Linked DNA regions of Mus musculus: region 1 is linked to region 2. A link is a contact called in public HiChIP or PLAC-seq data. All regions are on one chromosome and are shown on one strand. The core of a region is the stretch at or near the end of the contact, and the rest is flanking DNA. Distances in the headings are between cores, read along the strand shown. Region 1 overlaps Col4a2 (collagen, type IV, alpha 2). Region 2 has its middle 24 kb from the start of Myo16.

The links. HiChIP or PLAC-seq counts read pairs in DNA pulled down with a chosen protein or histone mark.
Region 1: a contact with region 2 is called in a FOXA1 HiChIP or PLAC-seq map of pancreatic cancer cells. The contact joins two enhancer-like sites. A contact is called at or near these places in 3 of 39 promoter capture datasets (the C10 cell line, hippocampal neurons and pre-B cells), 2 of 115 datasets of contacts at active chromatin or transcription factors (astrocytes and pancreatic cancer cells) and 1 of 9 other capture datasets (liver).

What each region holds. Positions count from the first base shown.
Region 1 is chr8:11,319,638-11,326,080 of GRCm38.p6, reverse strand. The region is part of intron 3 of Col4a2 (collagen, type IV, alpha 2); the gene reads right to left. It overlaps Gm46030 (a long non-coding RNA gene), which reads left to right. Exons shown (of 3, transcript XR_003947510.1): 2 at 3,648-3,889; 3 at 4,254-4,318. Among named protein-coding and RNA genes, the nearest start is that of Col4a1, 10 kb to the right of the region's middle. Within about 2 kb of position 2,155, at least 59 of the 459 cell types and tissues checked have an H3K27ac peak or open chromatin away from gene starts, as enhancers often do. A contact at or near this core is called in astrocytes and pancreatic cancer cells, where this site is marked.
Region 2 is chr8:10,127,298-10,132,842 of GRCm38.p6, reverse strand. No RefSeq gene overlaps it. Among named protein-coding and RNA genes, the nearest start is that of Myo16, 24 kb to the left of the region's middle. Within about 2 kb of position 1,827, at least 61 of the 459 cell types and tissues checked have an H3K27ac peak or open chromatin away from gene starts, as enhancers often do. A contact at or near this core is called in astrocytes and pancreatic cancer cells, where this site is marked.

The DNA of each region.
Region 1 (6,443 bases), core at 906-3,405, 1.2 Mb before region 2:
ACAGTTTTGTCAGAGACCACACTGAATGGGACAAAGTGCCTTTTTGGGTAAGCTCCCTTGTCCACACCACTTGGTGGATGGGTCTCAGAAGGAGTGAGTCTGGTGGTCCATATTGGATGTGATTGGGACACTGGTCCTCAGTGAGTGTGTGTTTGTGAGTGACTGTGTATGTGTTTGAGTGTGAGTGTGTATGTATGTCTGTATGTGTTTATGTTTGTGTATGTGTATGTTTGTATGTGTGTTTATATGTGACTATGTGTGTATTTGTGTGTGTCTGTGTGTGTATGTATATGTGTGTCTATGTGTTTATGTATGTATCTGTGTATATGTGTGTGAGTGTCTGTGTGTGAGTGTGTGTCTGTGTGTGTGTCTATGTGTCTGTATGTCTGTGTGTCTCTCTCTATGTGTGTGTGTCTATGAGTATCTGTGTGTGTGTCTGTGTGTTTCTGTGTGTGTGTGTGTGTATCTGTGTGTGTAGGACAGATGTAGACCTCAGGTTGCTTTCTCAATTGTTTTCCGCCACATTTTCTGAAACAAGGAATTTCCCTGATCTCACAGCTCACATATTCAGCTCAACTGGCTAGCCAGCGAACCCCCGAAGTCTGCCCATCTCCACTTCCCATGCACTGGGAATGCAGGGATACAACCACCTTTGTCGACTTTTTCATGGGGTTCTGGGGTTTGAATTCAAGGCCTCATGCTTGTATGGCAAGAACTTTACAGCTCAGCCATCTTGCCAGCCTCCACTTTCCACATTTTCACCCACAATGAACATAAGGCTGAATTTCCAGAAGCACCAAGGTGGCTTTTGGGCCTCTGTGACCCCGAGGACAGAGCTCCCTCAGCCCAATGTGCTCACTGGCCACATGCCCGATCCCCTCTGGGTCTGCAGCTCAAGGAAAAAAATGCAGGGCATGAAATGGAAATACTTTGGCACACTGTCTTGCAGTGGAAGCATATTTTACATTAGCTTGACTCTGCAGATAAGCCAATGTCTGCCTACCCCAGTAGTTTTAAATACGGCAATTCAAACCAAGTAGAACCAGTGGAGAAGAATGTCCCTGGCTGACTGTGAGTGCACAGTTTTGATGGACGTGCCTTTGGCACTCAGCACACAGATTAGCACTGTGATTCTGAGCAAAAAGGCCCAGTCACTTGAGTTCGGCCCAGGATGCATCTTGCCCTTTCTTTCCCTCTGGTTCCTTCCGAGTCAGGCCCTCACCACTGCACCAGAGACTGACTGGGGACAGGGCCCTGGGCTTTTCTGTTTGCTCCTGCCTACACACAGTCCCCAAGCCCCATGCCTTCGCATGGGAGGCCAGAAGGCTCTTTCCCTCGGATTGATTCTTCCTCCTCCCGTCTACTCAGCTCCCATCATAGGTAGCAGGGACCAAAAGCAGTATCTCTCGAGCTGTCTGCTCTGTGCAGGAGATATTTCTCCTCACGGTGTCATGACTGCTGTTCTTTAAAACCCCAAGATTTTCACTGCAGAGACCAAGGTGGTAATTTTATGTTGTATGTTTTACCATGGTTTTAGAAAGAAGAGTCTATGAAAACCACACACACACACGAGAGAGAGAGAGAGAGAGAGAGAGAAAGAGAGAGAGAGAGAGAGAGAGAGAGAGAGAGAGAACAGGAGTCCTGAGGCAGGGTCACTTTCAGGTGAACATCATGTCTGTTTGTCTGTCTGTCTGTCTGAGATGTGTAGATGGCATTATAAGAGTTACATGTCTTTTAACTCATGACATGTATATGGGAACAAGACTCTAAAAGGGTGAGAGATCAGACACCTCCTTTTGTCTTTATTCTTAGAGATTCAAGGTAAACCTAAGGAGGATGCAGCCTTGACTAGAAGACAGGGATATTGTCTGCCCCACAGCAGAACTGAGGAGGGAGAACCTTAGACATCAGGCCTCCTTGAAGTGCCCATGAAAAGGCATTTTTTTGGACAGGGTTTTCTTTTCTGTGTGTAGCACAGGCTGCCCTGGAACTCATGAAGATCTGCCTGCCTCTGCTTCCTGGGTGCTGGGATTAAAGGTATGCACCACCACCCAGCTCAAAAAGGCAATTTTAAATTGGTTGGTCTGTCTGTCTGTCTCTCCTCTGTTAAGGAAACAGACTTTGACCTGCTTTGCTCCCTTGTTTTCATAGGGGATGGATAGCCCAAAGGTCAGACTTGGCTCAAGAGACTCAAACCACAGCTGTTTCAAATATCACTGTAGTCCAGTTGTTCCTTATTCCAGAACTTTCTGGCAAGACTATACCTTATTCTTACGGGACTGTTTGTTTGTTTGTTTCCAGTGCCTGGCATGGAACCCAGGCTCTCCTGCTTGCTAGGCAAGTGCTGCACCACTGACCTACAGCTCTAGTCTGCTTCTTGCATTTGTATTTTGAGGCAGGATCTACCAGATCATCCAGGCTGGCAACTGATTTCACTCTGTCGCTCAGGCAAACCTTCCACTTGTGCTCCTCCTGCCTCAGCCCCTCAAGTAGCTAGAACAACAGGCCCACAGAACCAAGGGAGACACAACTCTATCCTTAATTGCTAGTCTTCCTCAGTCAGGAATTTTTGGATTCAAAAAGAAAAGGTTAAAAAAAAAAACCACCAAAAAAACAGCAAGAAACAAAAACCCAACGCCAAGAGCCAGCATGAGTAATCCCGCTTCCTTCCCCTTCTAGAGTGAAACAGCTCATTCATTTCTAGAATGGTAAATTCCAATCAGGTGAGATGCAGATAACAAAGTGCTGTTGTTGGAGAACTCAGCACCCACAAAAGGGAAGGACAGAAGAGCCAAGGAGGGCAAAGGGCACTGGGGTGCTGGGGTCTCTCTGGGCCCAGGTCCAATGGGACTGACCAGCTTGTATGGTGAGATAGGTAGGATGTGAAGGCTCATGGCCACTGTGGCAGAAGGAGACCATGATGGATCAACAGAAGAGCAGAAGGAAACCAACAGAAGCCAGGGCTGGAGCAGGCCTGTCTCGGTGTTGGCTAAAAATACTCTCTTTATGTGTTGGTGTCCAGATGTGGTTAAACACACCCAACTATGTTCAACAGCAATAGATGCTGCCACAGATCCCAGAGAGGGCCAGACCTTGGCCTCTGCATTCCTGTATAGCAGGAAGAGGGAGGAGGCCAGACAGTATGATGGTGGGAAATCCTGTCCAAGCTGGGGTCCTCTCTGGAGGGTGGGGTGGGGCACGGGCTCTGTTGGGAAGTGGCAGGGGAGGTTTGCAGACAGGAAAAGTGTGCATCCTGGTTCTTTCTCAGTTATGACTAAGCTACTTGACAAAGAAGTAAGTCGCCAAATAAGAAAGGAGGAAGGAGGCATTTCTCTGGGAGATGCTCATGGCTGGCCTCTTTTACCAGAGGGTCAGTGGTTCTCAAATGGCTGTAGAGAAAAGGAAGACACTTTGCCCTAGAAGCACATGGGAGGACATTTCTTTCTTTACTCAAGAGTTTAGTTGCTTCTTTATATCACACTCTGCCTATCCAGACTCTTCAAGCTTTCTGTCCCAACCCCATTATAATTGGACCTCCAAATTATTTAAATACAATTGTTATAAGCCTTCATTCTGGAACTAATTTAGCTACACCTTGATTTAACTTTAATGCAAATAAGAATTTCCTCTTTGCTGGTATTTTTCAGACTCAAAGGGAAATGGATCTCTCTGTGTGGAGGCATCAGGGATGTATCTAGGCCAGCTCCTACCATATGAGGCGGTACAGGGTGGCTTTGTACATGGGCACAAGCCTCTGGTCACCACAGCAATGATCTAACAAGAGCCATGAAGACATAGCATAGTTTTCATGCTCTGGACACTGAGAAAATGGGCAGGAATCCTCACCTCGTTTATCAACTTCCTGGCTAAGATGGCGGACTAGGGGACGGTAAGCAAAAAAAGGGTTTCATTCTAAAGACAGAGATGGGAGAAAGAACTAAACGCTAGGCAAGAGGGTGAAGATACAATGGTGGGTTTGCCTGTCCCTGGCTTGTGGGAGGAAAACAGAAGTTGCTTCCAAAAGGGAAACCTTAGACAGTTCTACCCTCCGGACAAGCCCACATCCTCCACAAACCTCAGGTCCAGAGTTTTCGTGAGACAGTGACCTTCTCAGAGAAGGTTCAGTAAAGGAGAGAAATACTATGTTGTCAAAGTCCCAGGAAAAGGCTCGGAGTGGCAGTTGTCCAGAGCAGACAGGCTAGACACCAGCAGAAGTGTATAAACCTTTAAATGTATTTCTTTATCTTGAATAGATGGTATGAAGGCGCTGATGCTGTAGTAGTTTGTAGCCCCTTGCTGAGTGCTATCTAGAACTGAGATGTCAAGGTCAGGCTACTTGGAAAGAAGATTGCTTAACCAAGAAGAGATAACCAAACGTACAGAGAAACAAACCCCAGCACAGGAAGGCAAGAGATATATGAGAGCCAGACATAACTCTTCCAACATCATAACTCAGCTACTGAGCTCAAAGGTACAGAAATAAGTAAAACCCCAGATGAAGATTTCCAACGTACCTGGTAAAAACGGTCAAAGGGCTAAGAGCAGACACGTTCAACCCAGAACCTAGAGGGTAAAGTTGTCCAAATGGATGAGAAAAGTAGCCGCTCGAAAGAAAAACTCATCAAGGAAAGACCCCAAAGACCAGCAGAAATCTCTTACATCTCATAAGCACTTTGGGCAAACCAGATACAAAATTCATATCCACAGAAATCACTCCTAGCTTTACTGTCTATCAGTAACGAATTCAGTAAGAGAATGAGGGTGTGGAGGCCAGAGTAGCTCCTTTTCAATCCCTTCAACACCTACATAAAATGAATAAGGTAGCCAAGGAAGCAAAGGATGGTTGCCATGGGAGCGTTAGGGTACATATGAAAGAAAGATGTAGGAATGGAAGGCCTCTCATGATCACAGACAGGTTTACTGGGAGGTCATTGGGGGTTTGACACCTGGCTTCAAAGTGTGGGGCAGAAGGCTTAGAATGGAGTCCTCGGTCCTCTCCCACCTTGGATCCTGCTACTGCAGACTCTTCTGCCTGCTCTGCCTCAGTCTGTCTCTCAGTGCCAATGGCTGGATCTGGGCTTTAGCACCCGCTGCTTGAAACAGCAGCAATGCTATGCTTCTCTCTGGCTTAGGATTCCCAGGTGCCAAATTGTCTTCAGGGCTCACATCCCTTTGTGGGGTCCTCCTGTCTCTCTCTACTGGGGTCATTTCCACCATGCATGAAGACTGGGCAGGAAGGGACCACAGAAAATGTGTCTTTAAAATGACTGTACCCTGGGCCCTCACATCCCTTTGTGGGGTCCTCCTGCCTCTCTTTCTCTACTGGGGCCATTGCCACCATGTGTGAAGACTGGGCAGGACAGGACCACAGAGGAAATGTGTCTTTAAAATGACTGTACCCTGGGCCCAGCCAGAGCCTCAGGACAGTGCGAGGAGGCCATGTCTGTGACCGTGTGAGGCCAGAGCCTCTTCCCCTGCTCTCGCAGGGCTCTGTAACCCCATGGCCACCAAGATCAACATTCAGTTAAGAGCACAGGGCTCAGTGAGTCCTGCCAGTCACTGGATAATGGCTCCATGGAGTTCCAAACACAAATTCTCTAATTCCCACATGGAAGATCACCGAAATGGGCAGAAACTCGGAAATAGGAATTTTATGGGTGGGGTCAAACAATCCCTAGGAAAAAATGCAAATCACCATGGGCAGTTGCCCTCACTCCCCAGATGCTTCATCCAGTGGAGGTAACATTTAATTTTGGGGGAGGGGGGCGGGGGAGGGCATGCAGTGTGAACAAACAGACTTTGATATAGTCTCTTGCTAACTTTCCCTGAGTGCAGTCTTCACCCAAATGACGTGTTTCGGCTCTGGCAACTGAACTCCCCATCACTCATACCCACGCAGACACTGCTTCCTCTAGAATGCACTATGTTTCAGGCATCAGAGAGCATATTCCATGGGGTGCCCACAGAGGATACATGGTTACGGGAGTTGAAGAAAGTGTGTCCAGGCAGAAAAGCAGTGGATGGGGGGGGGTTGTAGACCACATTTAATGTCTACGTTTTCCTCTTTTTCATTATAAATGGTACCTGAGATCGTTTTCACATGAGTATGGGATGTGCTGAGGAACACCCCTCCTCACCCTTCACTACCCTCTGGGCTTTGGTTTTTGTGTCAGAATCTTGCCTATCTGGCCCACGCTGACTGCAGACTCTCATTTCTCCTTTTCCAGTCTCCCAAGCACTGGGGTTCCGAGCTGAGCCACCTCCCCCAGCTCCGTGAGGATTATGAATGATACTCCAAAGTCCTGCGTCTCCGAGGACGATTTGAAAGCCTATCAGTTAGAGAGCGGGGCTTCAGTTGGAGTCTGCCGTGGGTCCCATTTCTGTGCGAGCACAGGCATCTTGGGCTCTGCTCTGGGCATGCTCTAGCGGGGAGGGGACACTGG
Region 2 (5,545 bases), core at 578-3,077:
ATTTGTAGTCTTTGAGGACCAAGATACCGTTCCTTCTCCATGGTGATGATGCTAATTTACGGCCCCAGCATCAGTGACAAGAATCTTCTTCCCTTCACTTCTTCAGCAGAATCTGTCCATTCTATCTCCCATTCTGACTATTTGGATTCATACTTCCTCGGTTGCTTGTAAGACTGAGTGCTGTCTCATAGGGACCTTTTGATCATTTGCATCTTCTTTCGAGAAATAGCCCAGGTTCTCTCTCATACCTGGAGCCTAAACATGTTGTCCTCAGAGAATAGAAGAGCACGGTGAGGCCTGGTAACTTGAGAGAGCAGAGGAAGCTGGTGACAGGCTGGACCAGAGCAGAACAATGTGGCCACTCACGTGCTTTAGGACGCAGTGCAAGAGATGCTCAGTCTGGAGACAAAGATTCGAGGACCAGAAATTCTAATGACCTTGACTTCATAATTAGACACCATGATGACTGTATGCTGAAGTATTTTACTGTGTCCAACAAATATGTATTGCTTTTATTTTTCCCAGTAAAGAGAAAACATAAAATTAAAACAGCACTCTTCCTGGACAGAGGTCAGGATATCTCACACAGATTCTTGAAACCCTCCACAGGAGATATACCATCTCCTCAAGCGCAAAGTTTATCAGTTCCAGACCTGTCTTCCCGATCCACTGAGCAGGAGGTGCACAGCTGGGTCTCTGAACCCTAACAACCGAGGTGTCAGGTACCTTAAGTTCTTAAGAAGACCTCTTCCAGGATGGCCTAGTCGGTCATCAGTGGGAGGAGAGGCCCTTGGTCCTGTGAAGGTTCTATGCCCCAGTACAAGGGGATGCCAGGGCCAGGAAACAGGAGTGGTGGGTTGGGGAGCAGGGAGGGGAGGGGATAGGGGATTTTTGGAGGGGAAACTAGGAAAGGGGACACCATTTGAAAGGTAAATAAAGAAAATGTCTAATAAAAACAAACAAACAAAAGGAAGACCTGTTTCTTTATCACGTCTTTCCAAGCCTGTGCGCACCTTCCTCGGGGTAAACCTCCCTGACCACACTTCTTTCTCTCTTCTCACCTCCTAATTACTTTATCTACTTGTGTTTGCTGACTGCACATAAATATTCGCCATCCTGTGCCAGGAAGTTGCCTTTCTATCCCTGTTACCTGTCCTTATCACCTTCCACTATTTCTAATCTTTATAAGTTAAATTCTGTGTGCCCTCTACTTTATTTACAGGTTTCTGCTGCCATTGCAATGAGGCTTCATCTCTGTCATTTTATTAAAGCCATTTTGGGGGGTCACTAATCATCTTTGTTGGTCCTAGAGTTTTGTAACAACCCTCTGTCCTGCCATCCATGGGAACATGGTCCTTTAGGAGCAGAGACTAAAGCCTCACCACATCCCAGGATTTCTAATGTTCTGATCTTAGACTCCCTTCAGGTCAATGATAAAATAAACTTCTGTTCTTTAGGCCACTTAGTCTGAGGTACTTTGTCATAGCAGCACTACAAGATGAACACAGCACCACGCATCCACTGAGAAAACTAAGCCGTGAGTTAGCATGGACTTGCACTGTGTATGAAGCCCGAACACGTATGGCTTTCTAAATTGTCCTCTGCCTGGCTCTCACTGGGCACTCAAGGACCCTCAGGGGAAAGGGCTAAGCAATGCTTAGCCAGTATGTATAGTTAGCTCTTTTTACCTCCCAAGACTTATTAGTACTCTGGGTATCAATTCACCACGAATGAATAATACTTTAAATGACATCAGCTTCCGCCAACATGAAGAGGTTACTATGGTGATGGAGCAAGTTCTTCAGAGCACAAAACAAATACCATGCTTGATATATTAGTCATCCAGGGAGAACAGCGGCAGGAGAGCTGCGGCATTCACTCCGTGAATGGCTGTCTATGCAGAGTCCGTGTCAGCAATTCTGCCCTGCTTTTCTGAATATCAAATCCGGGACGGTTGTACTGAGAATCTTGGCAGATTTACAAAAGTATTAACACTCATATTCAGAGACGTTTGTTTGTTGTTTTTGTTTGCTTTTCTACCTTATTTCTTGGGGTTCATATTTTTAACAGGTTCATGGGTGTTCTCTGCTCAAATGCCAAAAGGAACACCCTCCCCAGAGCTCCTTCCCCATTCGACTGTGAACTCAGTGAATTCCCTCTCTGGCCATTTAGACCTTACATTATCCTGATGCTAATTCCGGTTGGTGTTTTTAGTGTAAGTTGTTTCCTGTGAATGTTTCCTTGAGATTTTTTTTAATGGACACAATTGAGATAGTAAGGCTCCTTTTACTCATAGATTCCTCCAATTAATCTTGTTCAGAAAGGCTTTAAAACAGCAAAGAGACAAAATAAAGGACTGTCAAGACTGCAACAGGCAACCCTGTCTTCTAGGGTGAGGAGGAGACTTGGTTTGAGCACATGGAAGAGAATCCACCTCATCAGGAGCTGATGGCTGGAGAAAGGGGGAGAAAAGAGAAAAGACCCAACTCTGGGAAGCATCCCTAAAACCAAACCCCACCACAACCACAAGCATTCCTGCCTCAGCCATGTTATGCTGGTCATGATGGTTTGTATGTGCTCGGCCCAGGGAATGGCACTATTAGAATGTGTGGCCCTGTTGAAGTAGTTGTGGCCTTGTTGGAATAGGCATGTCACTGTGGGTGTGGACTTTAAGAGCCTCATCCTAGCTGCCTGGAAGCCAGGATTCTGCTAGCAACTTTCAGATGAAGATGTAGAACTCTTAGGTCTTTTTGCAGCATGCCTGCCTGGATGATGCCATGCTTCCTGCATTGATGATAATGGACTGAACCTATCAACCTGTAAGCCAGCCCCAATTAAATGTTCTTATAAGAGTTGCCTTAGTCATGGTATCTGCTCACAGCATTAAACCTTAACTAAGACACTGGTATACATAGGTCCTGTGCTGGTTTCTGATATGTGAGTAACAGGTCCGAGCCACATTCCTACCCTGTCTCTCAGTTTTATCCAGTCACGTCTGGTGCTGAATCATTTGAGTGGTACCTGGGACCTATGGGGGCAACAGGGAGGGAGGCTCCAACTGCTCCACCTCTCTGGGTAACTAATGTTCATGTCTATGCTCCCTTTCTTGTCAAACATGCTGCAAAGCTTGGTTTGCTAGCAAGATTCCTTGCCGTAAGCAATTTCTGTTCATGCTGGGGAGAAATTTTGTAAAATCACAGTTCTGATTGTTGCTTTGCTTCTGAGGATGTAAAAACGATGAAGGACCACCAGGATCCTAGCCATATATATTCAGAAGGATTGCTATGCTTCTCGACTATTCCTAAACTGGACCACATCTTCCTCAAATCATGTGAAACAAAACCACCCCTCTTTATTACTATAAAAGCAATGCACAAATAAAATGAATACCGTGAAATAAATGAATGAAAGTATAAACTATTTTTAAAATATAAATCATGGGGGCGGGAGGGATTGCTCAGTAGTTAAGAGCACAGACTGCTCTTTCAGAGGTCCTGAGTTCAATTCCCAGCACCCACATGGTGGCTCTCAACCATCTGTAATGGGATCTGATGTCCAGAGGTGTATCTAAAGACAGCTACAGTGTACACATATACATAAAATAAATCTTTTTAAATATATGAATTATGAATATATTATTAATTATATTATAAACATATATGAATTATGGCTCCACACCCCATAGGTAATAATTCTGCCTTTTACGTGCTCTTTGCAATTATTCTCTTAGCTTATCAAGGTAAATTTTCCTGCCTTCAAATACATCATGAGATGTTTCCTGTGTCTTTAAATATTCATCAAGAAAATAACTTTCGCTGGTTTAATGACTTGCTTGACTGGGCTGAATATTATCCCATCAAACAAAAGCACCAAAAAATACCTAACAACTGATCTGTCATTTGACATTACTGCTGTTTCTAAATTTGGGGCAAGGCAATGGGTTTGAGGTCTTTGCATGTAAGCGACATGTGTCTCTAATCGCCTCCTTGGGGTAAATTAAAAATGTGGTTACTGAGGTAAAAGACATAAAAATTTCAAAGGCACTCAAATGAATCACTGAATTGTTTCACAAAGGTCATCCAAGCTCGTGTTCCCACAGGGGAACCAACCTGAATTGCTTTTGCCGGCTTCTTCTCGGGGACTGTTCTGATGAAAATGTTCAGGTGTGAAGGACAGTGACATCACTGTAGAGGGAGCTGATATCTCTGTACTAGAAATTTACCCAGTGGACAAGGTAAAGCTCACACATGGTTCCCTGAACAAAATGTTCAGGACATGATATATGGCTGAATGAAGTCCAACTAAGACTCTTCCTGGTAACTGAGAGAGAGTACATCAAAATACAACACAGGAGATGAGCATTGGTGTCATAGAGCCAGGCCACATAGGAGGTGAGCACTGATGTCATAGAGCCAGGCCACACAGGAGGTGAGCACTGATTTCATAGAGTCAGGCCACACAGGAGGTGAGCACTGATGTCATAGAGTCAGGCCACACAGGAGGTGAGCACTGATGTCATAGAGCCAGGCCACACAGGAGGTGAGCACTGATTTCATAGAGTCAGGCCACACAGGAGGTGAGCACTGATGTCATAGAGTCAGGCCACACAGGAGGTGAGCACTGATGTCATAGAGACAGGCTACACAGGAGGTGAGCACTGATGTCATAGAGACAGGCTACACAGGAGGTGAGCATGGGTGTCATAAAGCCAGGCCCCACAGGAGGTGAGCATGGGTGTCATAGAGCCAGGCCACACAGGAGGTGAGCATGGATGTCATAGAGCCAAGCTACACAGGAGGTGAGCATGGATGTCATAGAGCCAAGCTACACAGGAGGTGAGCATGGATGTCATAGAGCCAGGCCACACAGGAGGTGAGCATGGATGTCATAGAGCCAAGCTACACAGGAGGTGAGCATGGATGTCATAGAGCCAGGCTATACACAGTCACCATCCTTATGCACAGATATAGCTTGGTGTGAAAATGTTCAGAAATAACCCAGAGCTATTGCAGGGCAGCCATGCTGTGCAGGGTCATAAGTCATCCAGAGAGGCTTTGAAATGTGCAGCGGAGTTTGTGTAAGGATTTGTAAATACTTTAAGCATTGTTTAAGTAAAGAAATCGTGCCTGCTGGTATCCTGACAATTCCTGGGATCCCATCCCTGGAAGATGCCAGGAATTAATACACAGAAATTTGAGGGATGCAGGGAGACCATTTGGTGGATAAAATGTTCACCGTGGCAGTCCAAAGACCTGAACTCAAAGCCCTGGTGAAGAGGTAGATGAGGCAGCTTGCTTGTACTCCTAGCACTCCAGCTGCCAGATGGTAAGTCAAAGGAATATCAAGATCAGGGGCCAGCCAGTCCCTGTGTGCAGCAGTGAACAATCAGAGACCATATTTCCAATAGAACAGAAAATGAGGACTGACCCCTGAGGTTGTCCTCTGATCTTCACACATGTGATGTGATGGGTGTGCTCAGACTCGCAGACATGAGCATGTTAAATATACATACATACATGATTTAAAACATATAAAACATTTTTAA